Regions from separate parts of the Xenopus laevis genome. Here region 1 is linked to region 2. Evidence: chromatin contacts called from public Hi-C data. All regions are on one chromosome and are shown on one strand. Each heading gives the region's core, a stretch centred on a gene start, on an enhancer-like site or on the middle of the called end of the contact. The rest is flanking DNA. Distances are from core to core; before and after follow the strand shown.

Region 1 (4,879 bases), core at 906-3,405, 110 kb after region 2:
AGCAATCTAATTTCTTTGAACCTGATTATTATAGAGCCGTGACGCAATTGCTGATGGAATATATGGGGTTTTGTTTTTTTTCTTATTCTACACAGTTTATACCTTCTCTTTTTCTTTCTGCCCTTTAATTATCCATTGCCTACTTTCCTTTGTCCCTACTTCCATTGCTATTAGCTTGTGTCCTGTCTTCTACTTCTCATCCCCCATTTATTTTCATATAATTTATCCCTCTAGTTTTCATCTTCCTAGTTCCATTCTCTTAAACAATCTTTGCACTTTTGCACTCTTCTTGTTAATGCTTTACAATATTTCCATATTTTCTTCTGTTTTTTTATCTGCCATCTTCTCTTTCAACTCTACTATTTATTTTCTTTTGTGGTTTGCTTTTTCTTAATTCAGTACCAATGGCATGTTGGCATAAGCCTTAATAACTTTTTATAAATCTTGTAACAACTGAATGAACATGTTTGAAGGTTACAAGAAGGAATATAACAGTAGTCTTAGGGTGGCATTGATATGAAATGTCAAACTATATGAAAATATTCTGTTCAAAGTATCTAATTTTATATAAGAAAACGTTATTTGAAATATTGTGCATTAGAGCTACCAATTCTTTAATTATAATAATGCTCTTAATTACAGTATGACCGTTTTACCTCATTCCCTATGGTACCAATGGGATTCGATTTGTGATCAGAGTTAACCTATACTGCCATCTAGTGATCATTAAATAAAGCTTGCATGCAAACTATAACCAAATGTGCAAAAATACCATGCTTTTTACCATTTAAAAAAATCAAATGAAATGCAAAAGAGAAATAGAAAAAGGAATACAATCAGAATAAAGCATTTAAAGAATCTAATAAATCACACACTAATGCTGTTATTGATGTGCATCAGCATGCCAGAAAAGATGCAATTTGCACAATGAATTGTTCGTAAGTCACTGCACCCAGAATTTTGGCATATCTGGTGATTTGCATCTGTTTTTGTGCTTTGCTAATTTCACTTTCATTCATAAACAAGTGTTATAGCAGAAAGATCATTATCATTCCATCTCTTTACCTGCAATATTAATACATCTTCCCTTTTATTTATTATTAGGTCCTATTTGTAGCTGTTCGGGGGCTAACAGAATATGGTGATACAGCTATAGACAATATTGGTGTGAAAAATGGACCTTGTGGTAAGTACTCATATACTTGGGGGTAAAATTATAGTTTTTCATCTCTGCCCAGCTCTTGCTCTGGATTAAATTTTCTGAGGTACAATATGATAAATAAGAAATTTGCTTCCATTAATATTTTTTCTTGGGGTCCACAGTGGTTTTATTAGTAGGAAGTGGAAGTAGGAAGTGGTCATTATTCTACAGGGGGTATTTTATAAGTTATCGGTGTTACACACCAGGAATATAGCATTTGGGGGAAATATCTGTGGTCAATAGACAGTTGAAAAACACACTAAATGCATAGACATCTTTAAAAAACAAATTATCATTGAGATTGATAAACCAGGCAGTTTTCCCCAGAGGGCCATCCAAACAATAAGACACTGAGGTTTGAAATTGAATCACTTCTCAATAAAGCATCTCCCCATTTAGATCAGCAAATAGATATCTAGAGCACATATAATCATACGTCCAAATGGTCCTGATTTAGAGAGGACAGTTCCAAAGTGGTTTATGTGAAGGGAGCCATGTTGGGGATTGTGTAGATTAGGGCATGGTCTAAATTTCCCCAAATGCTGCTTTTCAATTGTTGAGAAGTATTTCATTTAAGGGGTGATATAACTCCTTTAAAGAGTTGTTGCTGTAACTGAATTGCTGCTTGCAACAGCCACTGACATCCTTGGTCTAATGCAGTTGTTCCCAAGCTGAAGGGCTCCATGCCATGTCATTGGGGAGGCAGTCTGAATGGCAATGAGAGTAAAATTTGGAGTAAATAATTATTTAATTTGGAAGATCATCTTAAAGGTTCATTAGAGCAAGTATTGGAGTAAACATTTACTTGATGCCCTAGATCATTTTTGAACTATGGCTGAACTGCTAATGCAATAGTGAAACCTTAGAACTAATAGGGAAAACGCTAAAGGCATGCAAGTCAATACCATTTGATAAATATATCCTTATTTAATTCCTTGAATCATATTTCTATATATGACACCATATTTTGTCGTTTCAGTGCCAGACTCCACCACCCCGCCTGTAGAGCCACCAGGTATGTTGTATGTGGATTGTATGTTTCACAACTGAAATTGGAGATTAAATCAGTTTTACAGTTATCTAAGATATCCCAATCCATTACTCTCTATACAGGGACTTGCATCGGCTACGGAGATCCCCATTTTGTTACATTTGATGGCTATCCTCATACTTTTATGGGGAACTGCACTTACACACTCACCAAGCTCTGTGAAGTCAACAGCAGTTTGACAGATTTCAATGTTGAAGTTGCACATGAGTACAGAGGGGGAAACACTCAAGTTTCCTATGTCAGCCAAGTCATGGTGGATGTTCATGGCTACATTATTACTCTAGAAAAGAAAAAGGTTGTAAAGGTAAGTGAAACAACTACAGGAGTAAAAACAGTAATGCAGAAACAATCCAGTCAGGATTACAAATTAGGCAGTAGTTAATGTATGCCTCTTTTTTGAAATAGAAAGATGAGATCTATTCCTATTTCGGCACAATACTATGGATTAAACGTGAACTGATTAATTCTGAACCAGCTAGTTACACTATTGCCATAATGATCAATGTCATTTAATACTGTCTCACTTCCCTGAACAATATCAAGTACCTGCATTGCATAGCAGAATACCACTATGATCCATGGGATCATGAGAATTTATAGGGGTGACAAAGGGTGATAGGGGTGTTGTATTGCTTTATACTACTGGGTTTTAAAGTTATATACTGTAGGTCTACAAATTATTCAATGGAAAAATATTTAGCAATAAATGTTCTATTCTGCCATTTATCAAATTATTTATTAAAAACTAACAGCAGAGAAAACTTCTTGGTCCTTGGAAAATAGCAGTGGTGTAAAAGCTCCAAATATTATTGAAACCAGTCCTCTCATCATTCTTGTAACTCCCCTCTAGATAACCCACAATGCTTTGGAGCAGATGTTATTAGCTCAGTTGCTTTGTATATTTTATTTTTTGTGGTCTTGACACAATATTAAGCATTGGGAAAGCAGAGCATTGTCTTAGAGAGTAGTATTTAATATAATTAATGTTTTTCACAGTTTATTGCTGAATATTTTATTTACTTTTGTTCTCAGTTGAATGGAGAGGAAAAACTGCTCCCACTGAACTTGTCTCCTGGTATATCAGTTGGATTTAGTGGCCAGTATGTTGCTGTCATAACAGACTTTGGCCTGATGGTGAAGTATGATGGAGATCACAGGGTTGAAGTTACTCTTTCTAAAGCATATCAAGACAAAGTGTGCGGTATCTGTTCAAATTTCAATGGAGAGAGATCAGATGACACTCTTAATCCTAATGGTATTAAGGAGCCAAATTCTGAAAGCTATGGCAACAGCTGGCAGGTCCAGAACAACTCAAGGTATTTAATATTTTTTGCTAAAACTAGTGACCAGAAATTCAGCATTTATCAATTAAATATCCTAATTTCCTAATAACTGTAAAAAAAATGGTGATGTTCCATGCTACAGTTGCCATAATCTATACAACTTGAACACAATTGTTAATTTCATTTGATAATGTTATATTACTTCTATGATAATGGAATATTACTTTTTTCTCTTTCAAGCTGTTCCCTGGCCTCTAAATTTGACCCACAATGCACTGAAGAAGAACAGAGGGAAATAGAGAGTCACCAGTCCTGTGGCACTATGCTACCCTTTGATGGGGTATTCCAACACTGCCATCTAATTGTAGATCCAAGGCCTTATTTTCTAAACTGTTATTATGACATGTGTGCATTGCATCTGGATCCAAATACTCTTTGCCGCCATCTTCAGGCTTATGCAGATGCATGTCAAGCTGCAGGTGCCATAGTGCTACCTTGGAGAAATGCTACATTCTGCCGTAAGTTTGATGCCTTTAAATTTCATTCTGGTTTCTCCATAGATTGTCAGCTTTACAGGGCAGGGACATCCTTCCTCTCTCCTCCTGTCTCTTTGACACTTAGGGGCCCATTCACTAAGCTCGAGTGAAGGAATAGAGGAAAATAAAGGAAAAAAAATTCGATTTTCGAATGTTTTTTTTTGGCTACTTCGACCATCGAATTGGCTACTTTGACCTTCGACTAGGACCTTCGACTTTGAATCGAACGATTCGAAATAAAAATCGTTCAAATATTCGACCATTCGATAATCGAAGTGCTGTCTCTTTAAAAATTTCTTCGACCCCCTAGTTCGCCACCTAAAACCTACCGAGGCCAATGTTAGCCTATGGGGAAGGTCCCCATAGACTTGCTAACAATTTTCTGATCAAAGGATAATCCTTCGATCGATGGATTAAAATCCTTCGAATCGTTCGATTTCGTACGATTATTCCTTTGATCAGAAAATTGTTAGCAAGCCTATGGGGACCTTCCCCATAGGCTAACATTGTCCTCGGTAGGTTTTAGGTGGTGAACTAGGGGGTCGAAGAAACTAATTGAGCAAAATCCTTCGAGTTCGATATTCGAAGTCGAAGGATTTTAATTCGGCAGTTGAATATCGAGGGTTAATTAACCCTCGATATTCGACCCTTGATACATCTGCCCCTTAGTTTTTAATATTTAATATAACTGTACTTTGTATTTATTATTGTAATGTGCCTATTCTATTAATTAAATTAAAGGGATACTCACTGTTTATCAAGCCATCGTTATCCTGTCTATATGTTTAGGCATTTGGGTTGCCTCCTG
Region 2 (4,607 bases), core at 1,576-4,075:
TGTCCTTTATGCTATAACACTTAGTGGATATATCCTTCATATGAATGACATGCAGCCATTCAAATGATCAGTCTAACACTAAGATGGTTATTTACTAAAATCTGGAATTTATTTAATTTTTAAAATAAAAAAACCACGACCAAACTCCCATACCCGATTTTAACTTATTTATTATTAAAAAAAAAAAAAGCTTGATTTCATCAGTTCGGGTAAAAGCTTGATAAAATCAAGAGAAAACCTGAATCATGCAAATTTTTGGGGGGTTTCCACGAATCACTCAATTTTTTCAGGTTTTTGCTGAAAAGCCGAAAAATGCCACTTAAAGTTTTATTAACAAAAAATATTACATTTATTATGTTGCCAAAAAGCCTGATGCATTTTGTGTCCCTTCTGTGCACTTAATAATAGGCTAATAAGACCATCCATAAAACACACTATTTAAAAGACAAAAGAGCTTATTCCAGCGTAGACCACAGAAACTTCAAAATAGGATAGGGCCATTGCCATTAACTTATACACAACCTCATCAGGTCTGAGATGGTGAATTTTCAAATTTCGGGCTTTTTGCTGCATCAGTTTTTAATAAATCTCGTAAAATTGAAGTTTTCAAAAAAAAAACAAAAAACTATTTTATTTATATATATATATATATATATAATAGCGTTTTGACCCAAAAAGCCTGACCAGAGTTTGGTAAATAACCCCCTAAAAGTGTTACTGACCATCAGCATTCTGTAACTAGTTAACGTGTGAGGAAGGCACTGCCCATTCACTAACCCCTGTAACAGCAGATTTCTGTAAAGTGCAATTTCAGAAAAGTGACACTAGAAGGCGCCTATGCTTAATATTTAGAATCAGTCAACTGCAAGACTCAGTGCAGCATTATTTTTACAACACATCAAAAGTCATGTAATGGTATCTTTACATTTCTTACCTACAGTGTACATTTCAAATAGTGAGTTTTTATTTAGTGGCAAGCATGACCAGACTATAAATGCTATAGGATAGGGAAAGTTATAGTGTAACAATATCTAGAGCAACACATTTCACAACTTTGCCACACACCTTTCTCTATCAGCTTCTATCTTTATCATGGTGTATGCTGTCAGACAATGAGCCAGTCATCTAGCCAATGTTTTGCACAATGTAGCCATGTTTGCACAAGACACTGTTTATACAACACACATTATTAATGTAGTCCTAGCAACATTTTGCCAATACACCTGTTATCCATAAAAGACCAGGTCCCGAGCATTCTGGATAACGGATCTTTCCATAATTTGGATCTTCATACCTTACTAGCAAATCATGTAAACCTTAAATAAACCCAATACGCTGCTTTTGCTTGCAATAAAGATGAATTATATCTTAGTTTGGATCAAGTGCACAGTACTGTTTAAGGGTAGAACTCCACAGGCGATTTCATCGCTATTCGACACGCTGCGCAAAAATAAGGTAAGCAATAGCTATCTTGGATGGTGTTGCAGCGTTCGTCTAACGCGACACGTCTGCCGGATGCCGATGCTGCGACATTTCCATCTCTTACCTTATTTCAGTCGCATTAGACTTGACGCCTGCGTTTTTGTGCAGCGTGTCGGATCACGCCGAAATTGTCTGTGGAGTTCTACCCTTAAGGCCCCCATACACGGGCTGATAAAAGCTACCGACAGACCGAGTCGGCAGCTTATTGGTTCATGTGTGGGGCCATCTGGCGGGCTTTCCTGATCAATATCTGTCCGAAAGTCGGCCAGATCTCGATCAGGCGGGTTAAAAAATCCCGTCGGATTGCGGCTGCATCTCTGCGATCGCCTGTTCTCCTGCCCGATCAGCCGATATCACCCACTTCAATGTGGGCATATCGGGCAGAGATCCACTCGTTTCGCGACATTGCCAAATGAGTGGATCTCTACGTCTATGGCCACCTTTAGGCTATGGACACACAGGCTGTTGTCAGCAGCTGTTTTCAGCCTGCCTAATTGGGCTGATCTCAGCCTGTGTGTGACCGCACACAGGCTGATCAGATTCAAATCAATGGAGCAGGGTCACTAAGCAGATCTGCTTCTCTCAGCTAGCAGAATTATGCACAACAGCTGCTGATCAGCCGCTGACAACAGCCTGTGTGCCCATAGCCTTATTATTACAGAGAATAAGGAAATCCTTTTTAAAAATCTGGATTTGGATAAAATGGAGTCTATGGGAGATGGCATTTCTATGATTTGGAGCTTTCTGGATAATGGGTTTCCAGATAACGGATCCCATACCTGTACATACTGTTAAATGAGATTATGATACAGGGAATAATGTACAATATCTGCATAAAGACCAACTACAATATGTCTAAAATAGAGATGTCTAGAAATGTAATAGAATGCAATAGTCCCCATGAAAGACCATCATTTAAGCACAAGTAAATGATTCCCAAATCATGTGCCTTGTTTCTTAACCCTTTTGCTGCCCTCTCATTCCAGCACAAACATGGATCCTGCCCGTCAGCAGTAATGAAAGGATTAATCAGCTGGGAATTGCGGAGGCTTGGTATTAACAAGGGATATAATTGGGCAGCTGAAAACAACATTTCTTCAAGGCAACAGTCTTGTGTAAGCGTAAGGACAGTGATTTACCATTGCCAATAATCATGCTTTTTCAGGAGACTGCAATTATTTTTTAAGTAAATTGATTTTTTTCCACACTTAAAGTCACACAAACTGATATAAACAAAGATCGCTTGGTTGTCGCTCCCCTGCTTTTTTTCCCCAGCAAGACACCACAGGGTCCTGTACAAAGGAAACCCCATCATTAGCATATGAAGGCAACAGTGATTTATTAGAGAGCAGCTCCGAGGATGGTTCCAGCATTTGCAGGGCATTCCATGCAACAATTAGGAGAGGATGCTCTGATAGGATTTCAAGCAAAGGAATGAAAGCAGGGATTATTCTCCCATAAAACGGCTGTGAGTTGAGCCCATTTGGAATACTGTTCCAGCCTTCATTAAATACACAGGTTTTACTTTATGTTATGTACATTTAAAAAAAATCTGGAATGTGATGCTTACTTGGAATTATTGGTGAAACCATGGCAGGTCTGAGTGCCTATGAACCTGCTACTGTGCCGTGCTAGAGAGTGGCTTGCAGCTATGTATGGGAAGTGTATTGAGGAATTGCAGGAGACAGCCAGCAATATAATGTAAAACTTGAGCCAAAACTATAGAAAACTAGAGACCAGTAAATAGAGACACATAGTGAAAGTTTTTTAAAGTGCAACCTCTCCTATTGACTTTCCTACAGACAGGTCAATAGCATTCATGGCCAATCCCTGTGAGCCTTTGTGGGGCAAAATTCCACTGCCCTCCCCCAGCTAGCCCCTCGGGTAGCTAGCTCCAGACTAAAGCAAGGTAAACCAGCAGCATGAGTGTCAGAGTTGTGGAGTCGGGAGCAATTTTTGGTGTCTGGAGTTAAAGACACCAAATCTACCGACTGACTCCTAATAACTTTAAAAATCAGATACATTAAATAAATGCGTCATACTTTCCAGAAATTATACAGACCATGATCTACAGTAGGACAAATGACACACAAGTGTTTTGGCTACCACTGTGCTCAGTCGAAGACCAGAGGAGGTGAAAACCCTAAGATATACAGATGTCTGTGTTTGTGAGCGGCTGTCATCCTCAGAGCTGTGGAGTTGAGTCAGACTCCGACTCCTTCCAAAGCCATCAATCGTGGTTCCAAAATGTAAGTGTCGATACAAAACAGTGCAGAAGTTCTGCTGCAAAAGTGCCTTTATTTAACACGATATGTTTCGAGCACCAGGGCTCTTTATCAAGTGCGAGCCTTGGTGCTCGAAACATGTCTGTCACATGACTCACTGAAACTTGTGTATTATAATTAATAAAGTAAACCCAGTTGCAAAATATGAGGATATTAGAAGTTACCTCGGAGTTCCATGACCTGTATAAAAACACTCGGCCTTCGGCCTTGTGTTTTTATATGGTCATGAAACTCCTCGGTAACTTATAATGTCCTTATATTTTACAAGAGGGGGTACTTTATTCACTATATAGTATACTATTAGCATACACTGGTAAAAGCTATGTGTTTGCTTCAGAAACACTAGTATCAGTGGCGTAACTAGATATTACTGGGCCCCACAGCAAATTATTTTTCAGGCTCCCAAAATTTTTAGCAGTTGACTTGTTTTACCAATATTTATTGAAACTGTATTATGAATTAGGGCCTCGTGGGGCCCCTATACCTCCTGGGCCCCCCTGCAGGCGCAGGGTCTGCTTCCTCTATAGTTACGCCCCTGACTAGTATAGTTTATATAAATAAGATGCTTTGTAGCCATGGGGGCAGTCATTCAAACTGCTGAAAAAAGGAGAAAAGGCACAGGTTACAAAAGTTTGAACTTTTAGGTGAACTAACCCTTTATGTTACTTATACAAGGAAATGGTAAAACGTGTATCAGAGTCTAGGGCATAAATGATAAGATCCGTCAGTAATCCACACTGGCTTTGGGCTGACAAGGTATTTAAGAACGGATTTAAGATACCAGCTGTGTTAAGGGCCACAGCATGCCATCAAGAAAAGTACCATCAAACTATTGCAGGG

What was found. A called contact is a pair of places that touch in the nucleus more often than the background predicts.
Region 1: a contact with region 2 is called in a Hi-C map of the XTC cell line, with 5 times the contacts expected there. The contact joins the promoter of LOC121393932 here to the enhancer-like site in region 2. A contact is called at or near these places in 2 of 4 Hi-C or Micro-C datasets (the XL177 cell line and the XTC cell line).

What each region holds. Positions count from the first base shown.
Region 1 is chr5L:112,223,630-112,228,508 of Xenopus_laevis_v10.1, forward strand. LOC121393932 (IgGFc-binding protein-like) reads left to right here and starts at 2,156. Exons shown (of 12, transcript XM_041563784.1): 1 at 2,156-2,216; 2 at 2,315-2,556; 3 at 3,285-3,568; 4 at 3,776-4,053. The coding sequence starts at 2,156. LOC121393931 (zonadhesin-like) reads left to right here. Exons shown (of 4, transcript XM_041563783.1): 4 at 1,105-1,303. The coding sequence ends at 1,212.
Region 2 is chr5L:112,108,841-112,113,447 of Xenopus_laevis_v10.1, forward strand. All of the region lies in intron 1 of mb21d2.L (protein MB21D2), which reads right to left. Among protein-coding and RNA genes, the nearest start is that of fgf12.L, 31 kb to the left of the region's middle. Within about 2 kb of position 2,826, at least 1 of the 7 cell types and tissues checked has an H3K27ac peak or open chromatin away from gene starts, as enhancers often do.